Regions from separate parts of the Gossypium hirsutum genome. Here region 1 is linked to region 2. Evidence: chromatin contacts called from public Hi-C data. All regions are on one chromosome and are shown on one strand. Each heading gives the region's core, a stretch centred on a gene start, on an enhancer-like site or on the middle of the called end of the contact. The rest is flanking DNA. Distances are from core to core; before and after follow the strand shown.

Region 1 (6,463 bases), core at 1,676-4,175, 250 kb after region 2:
CTTCTAAAGGAATATGCAAAACTTCCCTTGTGAAAGTTTTATTAGTTCATTAATCATTATTCCAATGCAACATGCTTGCAAAAAAGGTCATAACAATAGATAGGTAAAAGTTGGTTCTGGGCATAGCTCGAAAGAAATAAATTATCAAAAATAACAAAGAAGGATAACAAAGAATTTGATTGGGAATGTTTATCTTTGAAAAGAATGAAGTATTCCAAGAACAACAAATTCAATAGTATGAAAATTGGGTGCCCCAGATATCGCAGCTTGAACTTCTCTGTACAAACTTTCTGAAGACCCTTCTGAGTTTGACATGTGTTTGAGAGATCTACAGTACTCTGTCGATGCCTCAAGATGTTGCCTACTCTTTCCTATTGACTAGATCACCACATGCCCCAATCTGATCAAGATTCAAGTTGCTCTAATCACGTCATGTCTTATTTTGATCACTATTTGAGCCGCCCTTTTCGGGTTTTCAACTCAAATCCCCTTTGGTCTCAAGGCGTCCTTTGCGGATTTTCACCTTGGCCTCTCCCTTTTGCTTTTTCTTTTTCTCTTTTATTTTTTAAAAAATATATTTAATTTTGAATCTAATGCTATTTTAATGATTAACTTAGTATTTTCCATTTTATTTTACGTTTTATATGTATTATGGCTATAAGTTTATTGAATTATATATATATATATATTATCCTTTTTAAAAAATTATAATGTATCATTATTTTGAAATTCAATATATATTGCTATTATTTCGATTTATCACACTTTTTTATATTTTAGGTAAATTCAACATGATTTGTATATATTCTTTGATATCCCTATTTTGTAATATATTTTCGAAATTCACTTTACATATTTATATGTCTTAAAGATTTATATGAAAATGTTTTTATACAATGCTATTTTATATATACATATATAATTTGTAATAAATTATTTTTATTCTATATATTATTGATTTCATATTATTTTATCTATTACCTTTAAATTCTCTCTTAAATAGATTTATGTATTTTCTTTCGAATTCATTTATTATTTATCATTCATTAGTGTATGTTTTATTTACGAATTATCGCTCCATGTTGTATATTGTCATTTATCGAATTCTATTCACTTAAAAGGCTATGTTCGATATCATTCAAGCATCAAAATCATTTTATTCAAAAATTTTCAAAATTGAGATAATACTCGTATGTAGGATTTTCAAGGAAATTGAGCCCTAACGTATTGGGTTCCAATTTTCTTCGTTAAATCTAATGATCGAGAGTTGCTCATTAATCAAAAAATAAAATGAAAAGCTTGTTGTCGGGAATTTAATATGTTGTATCCTAACGTATTGGATGTGACGTATTAATTTCTTGAGACAAATATTTTTTTTAAAAAATGATAACAAAGGAAATATTCCAAGTTTAGGATTTTGAGAAATTGTGCCCTAACGTATTGGGCCGCGATTTCTTAAATCTTAAATAAATGGATATTCTTTTAAATTCTTATTATAAGAGTATTTTGGACTAAATCATTTTTGAGGAAATAGAATGTCGTGCCCTAACGCATTGGGTGTGACATTTTCTTTCTCTGAAATGATAAGAGTCTTAATAAGTAGCGTTTTTTAGTTTTTATTAAGGATCATATTTTTAAATTTTCGACATTAAGACACTAATTAATTAATTAGGTACTAATTTTGGTCGTTACGAGGGTGCTAATCCTTCCTCGTACATAAACGACCCATTTTTCTAAAACTCGTAGACCAAAGCTGTTGTTTAGGTGATCCAATCACATATCAATAAAAGATTGGTGGCAACTCTCAATTTTTGTTCTTTTTAAAGTCGACAACTAATTTTTTTTTTCCAAAATAAAAAAATAGTTTCGACAAGATCATTTAGATTAAACAAATTCAAATAATCCAATTCATCTTTAAAAATTTAAAATCAAGATGAAAACATTTTAAAACAATACGAAATATAGATTTTTGAGAGTCAACAAGAGAGACCCTGTCTAGCATAGATGTATCATTACAAGTGAGGACTTGTAACGATACAAGTACCTCGTACTATAGCAGTGGACGTACTGATACATTTGGCTACACGTACTGATACACTATAAAATCATTTCAAAATTCACACCTTAAATATCACCACATCAAACCAAAACATCAGACACATACACAGTACAAAGTTATCCTACTTATCTACCAAGCTAGTTTATTTGGCAAGCAAGAAACCAATGATTAAAGTGCATAACCTTCTTATATTTACTTCATACTTCATCTAAGGCATTAAACCTAAACATATAATATGCACTTTAAACATAGTTTAGCCTAATAGACTTCAACAACCAGGTACAAGACACATTTTAACATTCAAAATAAACATTACAACTTTGGAAGAGTTGAAATGAGAATCTTAGATATTGCTGAAGATCACGAAGGGTACCTATTCTTTCACCTGCTAATGACCCAGAATGCCAGACACCAACAAAATAAAATCACGATATAATCAACATACAATACAAATGGATAATAATAATAATAATAATAAGTAGATAAGTTGGTGCTTAAAGCATACAAATTTAAACTATATAAATCAAAAATAGTAATTTTGAGGCTAATTAGTGACTGAACAACAGCCAAGATCAACATTGTGATCTGTTTAATTGATATTCATCAAGAACAATTAGATTTCATTTTGCAATATTGAATCAATCACCCAAATAATATGTAACCAATGGTGTACATATGGAGGAAAATTAAAACAGGAGAGGGTCAGTATTTGTTGATGCTGAGAGAAACAATTGACAAGAGAAGCTGATAGACAGTAACGGCGCTACCGTGCGGGGAGAAGGCTGGAGGCGAGATGGAGGTTGGGAAATTACGTCCATTGATTTAGGAAAGGCAAAGGGGAAATGAGAGAAACCGACGAGGGCTTGGTAGGGCTTAGCCTTAGATATATTTTTATACGGGGAAATGAATTTGGGTTGTGCTTGTTATTTTGTTTGGGTTTGGACTTTGAATAAATTGTATTGTTTATTTTGGATTTGGGTTTGGCTGAGTAATATTTTGGATTTGAGTTTGGTATATATATATATTGTTCATGCCTTTTATGAATTTCTTATTATTTAAATAGATATATATTGATTAATATTATTTAAAAAATATAAATAAATTTTTGAAAGATAATATATTTGTAATATTATGAATTATAAGAAAGAAAATTTGAAAAATAAAACTATTATAATAAAGTTTTAAATGATTTCTAATTGAGTAAACTACCAAAATAGTCACTTTTGTTTCCCTTAGGTTACATTTTAGTCACTTATGTTTGAAATGTTACGTTTTAATCACTTATGTTAACGTGTTGTAACATTTTAGTCACTGAGCCGTTAATTGTTGTTAATGATGTAATGGTAAGCTGATGTTGCACATTAAATCATCATTTTAAACAAAAAATTTAGGTTAAATTATACAATTAGTCTCCATATTTTTTTTCATTTTGAGAAATTTAATTTTTTTCTTTTATGTTAAAAGAGATGGAAAAAGAAGGAAAATAGAGGGAGAAGCATAAGAGACTAAAAAATGGGGAAGAAAAAAAAGAGAAAGTTGAAAGAACATAAAAGAAAAAAAAACTGCTCAAAACGAAAAAAATATGGGGATCAATTGTATAATTTAACATGAAATTTTTGTTTGAAATGATGATTTAACGTGTCACATCAGCTTACCATTACATCGTGAATGGAAATTTACGGCTCAATGACTAAAATGTTACAACGCGTTAACGTAAGTGACTAAAACGTAATATTTTAAACATAAGTAATTAAAATGTAACCTAAAGGAAACTAAAGTGACTATTTTTATAGTTTACCCTTTTTAATTTTAAAAATAAAGTTTAAAAGACTTTTTTAATATCTTTTAGAAATCTATATATTTAATACTTTTTAATTTTACAAACAAAGTTTTAAATAATTTCTTTCGGTACGAAACAAAGTTTTAAATAGTGTAAAAACATAAGTTTGACTTATGAAAAAAATAAAAATAAAAACAGTTCACTAACTTTTGTTCGTTGGGATAATTTTCAGGATCAAATTGAGATCTTTTGTAAATTTTAAGGGTTAATTTTTTAAAAAATTATGACCAAGTCGATATAATATGTAAAAGTTGATGGCTAAATTTGTTATTATACCGATTTTTTAACTGTCACGCTACCTCCCATCAGACATTTAATGGCACTTAACGGAAATGGGTCAAAAAAATAATTTTGATTAGTTAAGTGACCAAATTAAAAAATTGATAGTTGGTTGATAAAAAATAAAATAGGCAATAGTTGAGTAACCTGTGGTATAATTTACTCAATTATTTAAATTCAAAATTTAATATTAAATTAATATTTATTAGGTATATATTTTAAATTTCTTCTATGATTTTTTATTTATTTAAAAAACGATATATCACTTAAATTAATTTAAAATCTTAAATTAAAACATATTAAAACAAATTTAAAACAAAAACGTTTAAAGTTTATCTTTTTAGATATTATAATTAATTTAAAAAAGGTTTGTATTTTTTATTTAAATTTTGTACTAATTTTTAAAAATAGATATTATATGTAAAAATATTTTGTTGCCACATGCCAATAGGATAGGTATGACACGTGAAAAAAGAATTAGGTTATCATTGTTAACTGAGAGACTAATACCTTATAATATAAATATACTTGTCTGGATATCCGTATCATGCAAGGACCAATTGTATGCATTATTAAAATGCAATTAATTATTTTTTATGAATCTACTTAATTTTTTTATAATATTTCACTAATAATTTGAGTGTAAAATTAAATCATATTGATGTAATAGTTAACAAATGTCTTAAAAGTTTATTTAGAACTCATTGTTACTAAAATTATTTCTATATATTGTCGAAATCGTTTTTTGAAAACAAAAATTTTAGTTGTCGACTTTGAAAATAAAACTGGAGTCGCCACCGATCCTTTATTAAGGTGTGATCGGCCCACCTTAAAAATAATTTTGGTCTGCAAAATTTGAGAAAACAGGTTCGGGAGTCAGTTACGCACGAGGAAGGATTAGCACCCTCGTAACGCCCAAAATTGGTACCAAATTGATTTTTTTTAATGCCTTGGTGTCGAAAATTTAAAAAGATTTTAAAAAGAAACTTTTTATTTCATAAACGAATTAAAATAATAAGACATTCTTATTTCAAAGAAATAAAACACCACACCCAGTGAGTTACGGCCCAATGTTTTTAAATCTTCAAAATACCCGAATACTGTCTTTTGCTTTTGAAAATTTTTATTTCGAGAAGAAAATGTCATGACCAGTAAGTTAGGACCCAACATTTTGAATTCCCGAGAATAAGCTTTTATTTAAAATTTGCGAATTTATTGCAAAACAAATACTTGGCTTTCTAAATTCATCGAAAAATAATCGCAATCCAGTAAGTTAGGACACAATCTTTCCCGAGAATCATGGATGCCAAATATTTTGGAAATTTGTAAAAATATGATGATTTTAATGCTTCGATAAAACCAAAATATATTCCCCGAAAGGTATGTTAAAAGTTAATGTATAATATGAAACACAACTTTAATTTCAAACATATATGAATAAATATTTACAAATATATATACAAGTACAATATACAAGTAAATTTGCAAACAAAAAGAAAGAATGAAATTCATCTAACCAAAAAAAACTAATAAAAAAGTGCATGTATATATGTATATGAAAATCATGAAAATAAAATAAAGATAAAAAAATGTATATGTGTATATATTTATAAAATAAAAAAAATGTATAAGTATATATAAAATATAAAGTATATAAAAGTTTTAAAAAAACATAAAAATATATATATAAAACGTATGAATAAAAGATATGCATGTATTCATAAAAGCTTAAAAATATATATATTAAAAAAATGCATATATATTATATATAAAAATATGCGTATGTACTATATGAAAAAAATGCATATATGTATATATTATGTAAAAAACCATGCATGTATGAATATAGAAATAATGATAATAACCATAATAATAAATAATATAATAATAAATAAGGATATAATGATAAATATTAAAAAAATAAAAAAATAGCTAAAATGAACTAAATTGAACTTAAAAACAAAAAATTGGGTAGATTCGAAAATAAATAAAAGAGGACAAACTTGAACACGCGAACAACTATGGGGGACTAAAAGGGAAATTAATCCCACCCTCCAAAACGCTGCGCAGCGAAGGACCGAATTGAAACAGAAATGAAAGATACGGCTAAATTAAAAAAAAACAAAATGAGTTTAGTTGAAGTGCATCGCAAAAAGGAAGGGCCAATTGCGTAAATATCCCATGTGACGTCAGAACGCGCGGATCCTCCCCTCCGGGTCGGGTCACCGCGCGGGTCTGTCCATTTAAAACGGCGCCGTTTTAATTTTGTTATAAAACCAACATTT
Region 2 (6,652 bases), core at 3,329-5,828:
ATGATATAATGAAATCAACTATATATACAACATCATGTAGCTCATGTTTCCATTCAATAAGCCATGATTCAATCCATTTGCATACTTACCTTTTTGTTCCCGTTTTATACCTGTTGAACCATTTAGAATTTCATCGGATACTCGGGAAAGCTCACACGAAGTGTGCCTTTACATATAACAGTAACCTTTCCTTTACATCATTGCTCACACGAGCTGTGAAATGGGTCTGCTCACACGAGCTGTGGGTTAGAATGTAAGCTACACGATGCTGCTCACACGAGCTGTGGAGAATCCACAACAAATGCAGGACCTCAGCCATCAGTAGGACATTCAAGACTGGCACCCGAAACATGAAATCCCTAATGACATGTCATTCGTATCCTAAGAATTCCTAAGATTCAACCGGGACTCAGTATCAATCATAAAATTGATATGTTTATATATCGATCCATTCACATTATAAATAACATAATAACATTCAATTTAAATAAAATTTATACGATAACCATTCATACAAATTTACCTTGATGACTAGGGGCGTAGAAATTAGGTCGAACTAATCCGAAGCTTTTACTTTGCCTCCATCTAGGTCCATACGTGGTTTATCTTGATCTAAATAGATAATTCTAATCAATTTAATACTTCTAGTGTTCAATTTAATCCACATTTCATATTTATGCAAAATTACCATTTTGCCCTTAACATTTTAACTTTTCACAATTTAGTCCTTAAGCTCGTAATTTGAAATCTAATCATTTTAATCCCTCTTATAGGCTAATTGAATTCTTTATGGACTTATACCAACCCAAACAAACCATCATTTCATAAATTTAACATGAATTTTTACTATTTTTACAAACCAATCCCTAAATGCAAATTTCAGCAAAAATCACTTTACAAAACTTGTTTATTTCTCAAAAAAGATTCATAATCTATCAATTAACATCAAAAAGCATTCAAGAACATTCATGTCATAACCCTCAACCTTTAACAGTTTTACAAATTGACCCCCAGGCTAGCTAGATTAAGTTAAAACTATTACAAAAATATAAAAATCATTAAAAACGAGACTTAAAATCATACCATGCAAATAAACTAAGCCTGACCGAATGTTCTTCTTCTCCAATGGAAATTTTAGGGTTTGAAACTCAAAATGATGAAGACAACATCTTTTTTTAATGTTTTATTACTTAGTTTTTCTTTTTATTACTAATTTACTAAATTAACCTTAAATAACTATTTAAACTACCATAAAACCTATCCATCATAATCCACTAACCCATTAAATGGTTTATTTACCATTTGAGTCATTTAGTTTAAGGTTTCATAGCCATTTTATCCTTTTAACTAATATAACTCAACTTTTACACCTTTTGTGATTTAGTCCTTTTTACCTAATTAACCATGCAAACATTAAAATTTAATACAACCTTAATAAAATCCCGTAAACATTAAAATAATAATAAAATAATAATTTACTCGTCAAAATTGTGGTCCCAAACCACTGTTTCGATATCATTAAAAATGGGTTGTTACGTCCATTCTATACACTCAATTAAATCAATTAGTACGACCTAAGGCCTGTGTCGGTCTATTGGGTCACAACACCTACAAAATATGTTAAAAACACTTTTTTTTATCAACTTTCTATCCTAAGGCCTAAATACTAAAAATATAAATTAAAATACTAAATTACTTAGAAAACAAACTTTGTAAGTGCGGAATTGACCATAATTGATGGCATGTCAATTTGCTACTTTGAACCTAACATATCCATGCAGGAGGAAGAATCAACAAAGGGTGCTTTTGCAAATGAAAGTGAGAGCCAACATTTCAATAGGCTCTCCCGAAATTGAGCATCTCTAAGGTTATGGAAAATGAGTTATATTAATTTTTATGTGTAGTATTATTTTATTATATAATTAGTTGTTTTTAACATGTATTGTGATGTAATTATACTATTTTAAATAAAGTTGATGAATTTTTTTGTCTAATTTAAGTGAGATGTTAATAAAACTTTGTTACTCATTTTTTTCCAATGTTTGATGTAGTAGTTTAATAAATTTGTTAAGGCTAAACTAAATGAATTAAAAAATAAAAACGAATAATACAAATAAAGGTGTTTATGGGTTGAGTAGCCTGCACGACCCGATTAGCCTAATCCAATTTGGACTGAGCTTGGGTTTTATTTTTTTCAACTTTGACTTAACCTGTTATATTATTTAAAAATTAAAAAAATAAAAAATATTATTTATATATTTATATAATTAAATTTAAATAAATTAATTCTTAAGTATTTTTTGAATAGTGAAATAGGGCACTTGGCCAACTTAGGCTCAAGCTTGAGCTTGGAAATTTTTTAAAATTTAGGTCTTGACTCGGCCTGATCTATAAACACATTTAAATATAAGGGATCTCAACTATCATAGATGTTAAGATACAGATTCATTAGTGAATTTATATCTTATGGACCTTGAAACCCATGGATACCAAGGTAACCTTAAAAAAAATACATATTTTGAACATTTTTTAAGAAATAATCTTTAAATTTACAATTTTATATGTTAAAAAAGTCCTTAAGAAAATGCAAGAAAAACAAAATCAATTAAGCCTTGTACTAAATTTACACCCAATTAAGCCTATGTCATTAATTAAAATAATCAATTAAGCCCCTTCATTAACGATTTTCATCATTAACCACATTAACTATTAAAATAAATTGATGGACCAATTAAATTCTGACACCTAGCAGCTTTTAGTTTAATTTAATATTTTTCCATAAAAATATTTAAAAATTAGAAAAAAAAATATAAAAATCATAACAATAAAAATATTTAAAAAATCTGAAAAAATCATATAAATCATAAAAATTATAAAAATAGAAAAAACCATCAAAAATTATAAAAATTATTAAATATTAAAAATATGAAAATTGATAAAAACTTTAAAAATATAAAAAAAATTATACAAATTATAAAAATATAATAATTTATAAAATGAAATTTATAAAATTAATAAAACATATTTAAAATTTTATAAAAGCATATTAAAATTCTATAAAAAATCATACAAAATTATAAAAAATATTAAAATTAATATAAACTTATAAAAATTATAAAAATCATAAAAACTTGAACTGGACCAGATCAGTCGGTTGGACCGATTTACCCGAAATTGGCAAGGGTGTCGTTCAGGAGAAAGCCATTAGACTGGTTGACCTGGGAACCGGGCAATATGTTTTTAATATTTTTAATATTTTATTTAATTGAACTAGATTGGTTAGTCGAAATGGCAAATTGGTGGCCTTATTAATTCAACCATCGGTCCGATTTTGAAAGCCTTGATTAGAATATTTCATTTTTTTACAATTTATTATTATTATTTTAAGAATTCTAATACATTTTTTAAATAAGTTTTATGAAATAATTTTATATCATAAAAATCATAAATTCTAATAAATATCGATTTTAGTAAGTTTATATCAATTTTAATAAAACTTATTTAAAATATAAACTTATAATAAGTGTATATCAATTTTATTTTTTACAATTTATTAAAATTAATATAAACTTATAAAAAATATAAAAGAATTCATAATTTTTTTACATTTTTAATAAGTTTATGTAAATTTTAATATTTTAATATTTTTATTTTTTATATTTTTAAAATTTTTAAAATTTTTAATGATTTTTTAATGATTTTTAATTATTTTTATGAGAAAAATATTATATTAAACCAGAAGCTGTCACTTGTCATCATCTGATTTGTTCATCAATTTATTTTAATAGTTAATGTGGTCAATAATCGTTAATGAAGGGGTTTAATTTATTATTTTAGTTTACGACAATAGCTTAATTAGGTGTGAATTTAATATAGGGGCTTAATTGGTTTTTTACATTTTCGTAAGGCCTTTTTTTTTACATATAAGCCAATTTACAATATACTATTAATAAAACCCCTGACTAAATTGGTGTTACGAGTTAACCGGATACCAACTCAGTTAAAAAATTATAAAAATGCCTCTTTGTAATTAAAAAAAATCATATTATTCAAGAGTATTTTAGTCTTCTCATTTTAACAAAAACCAAGAAAAATATGAATACATTGAGATTTAAACCGTGCTAATTAAATTAATAAAACCTTAAATTTATCACTCAACCAAAGCTTATATATATATATTACATGTTTTTATTATGTACAATTTACTATCTCCACTAGTTGTACATCTATACTTACTATTAATAAAACCCTTAACTGAGTTGGCGTCGAGGGTTAACCGAGTACCACATCGATTAAAAAATTACAAAAATATCATACTGTAATTAAAATAAGCCATATTATTTAAGGGTATTTTAATCTTTTTATTTTAACAAAAATCAAGAAAAATATATATACAATAAAATTTGAACCAGCATAAATTAGATTAATAAAACTTTAAATTTACCTCTCAACCAAATATTTCATTATTTACATTTATCTTCCGCATACTGTATTCTAGTTTTTAAAAAATTCCAATTAATCCTGTTTGCAATTAAAAAAAGAAACTCTTTTAATGAAACATTGTGGAAACTTAAAAGATACGGTTTTAGATAGTCATAAAGAAAATCAATAAGAAATGGAACAATTAAAGCCCAATCCTTGATTGTAGCCCAGCCTAAAGCAGTCAATTTTCAGTTTGGACTCTCGTTTTTTCTATTTCATTCTCTCATTTTATTTTTGCTTGTTATACACTAATTATCAGTAATTAATCTCTGTTTAAGCTTTGTCTAATCCAAATTAAACTACTCTCTCATAATAAGCTATAAATATCCTCCTTTTCTGATACAAACCATTTCATTTTTTTGAAGATGATGTCTCCAAGGCCAATCTCTGAGGTTCGCGGATCGTCTAATTTCAGGTATGTGTTAAAATAAAATAAATCTCTCATTCTTTTTTTTTTCAATTTTCAATTTGATTTTTTAGAACCCTAGCTTTTCTGTTGGTTTTCTAGAAGAAATGACATTTGCGGAGGAATTAGAAATTTGAATCTTACGTTTATTTGTGGAGTTTAGGTCAACTGCATTTCTTGCCTTCAAAGTGATATGCTAAGGTCAACAGTGCCTTACTTTGTTTTAGCGACTAGCGTGTTTAGCATTACTAAACTGAATAATCATCTCTACCAGTGTTGCGTACTTCTATGTAGTTTATGGGAAATTTTAGCTTAGTTTAGCTAAAGTATTGTTCTAAAAGGCGTAATCATGAGGTATTAAACTTTTGATAATGATTTTCTGTTTAGAGATTAAAATAAATGTTCTCATATATTTATAAATACTAATAAAATACATTTGAAACCCTGTTATATGACTATATGTTCATATACTTGTATATAAATTAATTGTATTATATTTTAGTTTGCTAGATCTTAGATGATTTTGCCATTAATTATTTTTACTTGTAGGCAAACTCCTCTGCAGATAATCCACATTGTTGGGAACTTCTTGAGAATATGGTCAGTTTACTCCATGTATCGGTACCTGACCCAGACTGGAGCTTCAGTGATACTTTTTATCTTCAGTTGTCTGGTTCCCTCATCTATCTTATTTTTACTCTTGCAAAAGCCTTGGAAGGGAAGATCACTCTCAAATACACAGGTTAAGTAGAGTTGCTTCTTTTCCTGAGGAAGATAATAACAATTGGAAGAAAGAGTTCTCACTTGTATCTTTTTCCTTAATTTTTCCTTTTTGAAGTCTCTTTTAATTTGCAGGTTGTTCCTTCTGTAATTAATGGTGCTATAACAGCTTTATATTTCATCTTGTGGGGAAAAGGGCTTAAATCTTGTGGACCACTTAGGTGCGTTTCTGGTGCCTTAAACATTCTTTCTTATTTCTGTTTATGGTTACATGTCTTAAACATGCATAGTTTGGTTAGATTGGGCATATAAGATGGTATTGTATATTTGAAACCTTGTCTGATTTATAAAAACAATTTAATTTGCTATATATTTATTTGTTGAGTTTATGAGAAACCCCTATGCTTTCAACCTCCTATTTATAGGAATCTTGAAAGTTTCTCTTTCCATTTTAATTATTTATATTTGTGGAAAATGCGTATAAATGTCTTATTGTAGTGCCAAATCTGAAGGTGGAAATGCGGGAGAAAAATCTCTTGCCCTTGCTTGGACAGTTCCAGACATGATCCCTTTTTGATTTGTTGTTAGAAAGGTGCAACTTTCACAAATTCTAAACTCCAAGCCTTTTGAAACATTTGTGTCAAAAATTGGCAAGGATGCACGTAATAGGCCTTATATGATGTTATAGGCTATTGGTTTTGGGCTAGATGTTTGATGCAATATCACGCAATTTTGTTTTAATTTGAACTGTGTGAAACTTTCTTTTATTGTGGTCTTTGCCACCACTTCCCTGCTACTAAAAGGAAAAAAATGTAAAAATGGAAGTTGTTAACAGCCCAAGAATATTTGATAGTTGTTGCATTAACCTCTCTATACAATCCCGGGCATCATAACCTGAACTTAAGATTCATGAGCGTAATGATCTTTCCACCTTTTATAGCGTGTTATGATTGACTCCTAGGTTCTCTTGACGTGATTTTATCTATATGAAGCTTTAAATGGTACCCATGGCTATATTAATTTTCATTTTATTTTTTCTCTAGA

What was found. A called contact is a pair of places that touch in the nucleus more often than the background predicts.
Region 1: a contact with region 2 is called in a Hi-C map of leaf, with 2.1 times the contacts expected there. The contact joins the enhancer-like site here to the promoter of LOC107935836 in region 2. A contact is called at or near these places in 2 of 34 Hi-C or Micro-C datasets (hypocotyl and leaf).

What each region holds. Positions count from the first base shown.
Region 1 is chrD12:9,005,351-9,011,813 of Gossypium_hirsutum_v2.1, forward strand. No RefSeq gene overlaps it. Among protein-coding and RNA genes, the nearest start is that of LOC107947521, 8.6 kb to the left of the region's middle. Within about 2 kb of position 2,926, at least 2 of the 9 cell types and tissues checked have an H3K27ac peak or open chromatin away from gene starts, as enhancers often do. A contact at or near this core is called in leaf, where this site is marked.
Region 2 is chrD12:8,753,161-8,759,812 of Gossypium_hirsutum_v2.1, forward strand. LOC107935836 (zinc transporter 5) reads left to right here and starts at 4,579. Exons shown (of 11, transcript XM_041108400.1): 1 at 4,579-4,897; 2 at 5,438-5,630; 3 at 5,744-5,829; 4 at 6,652. The coding sequence starts at 4,848.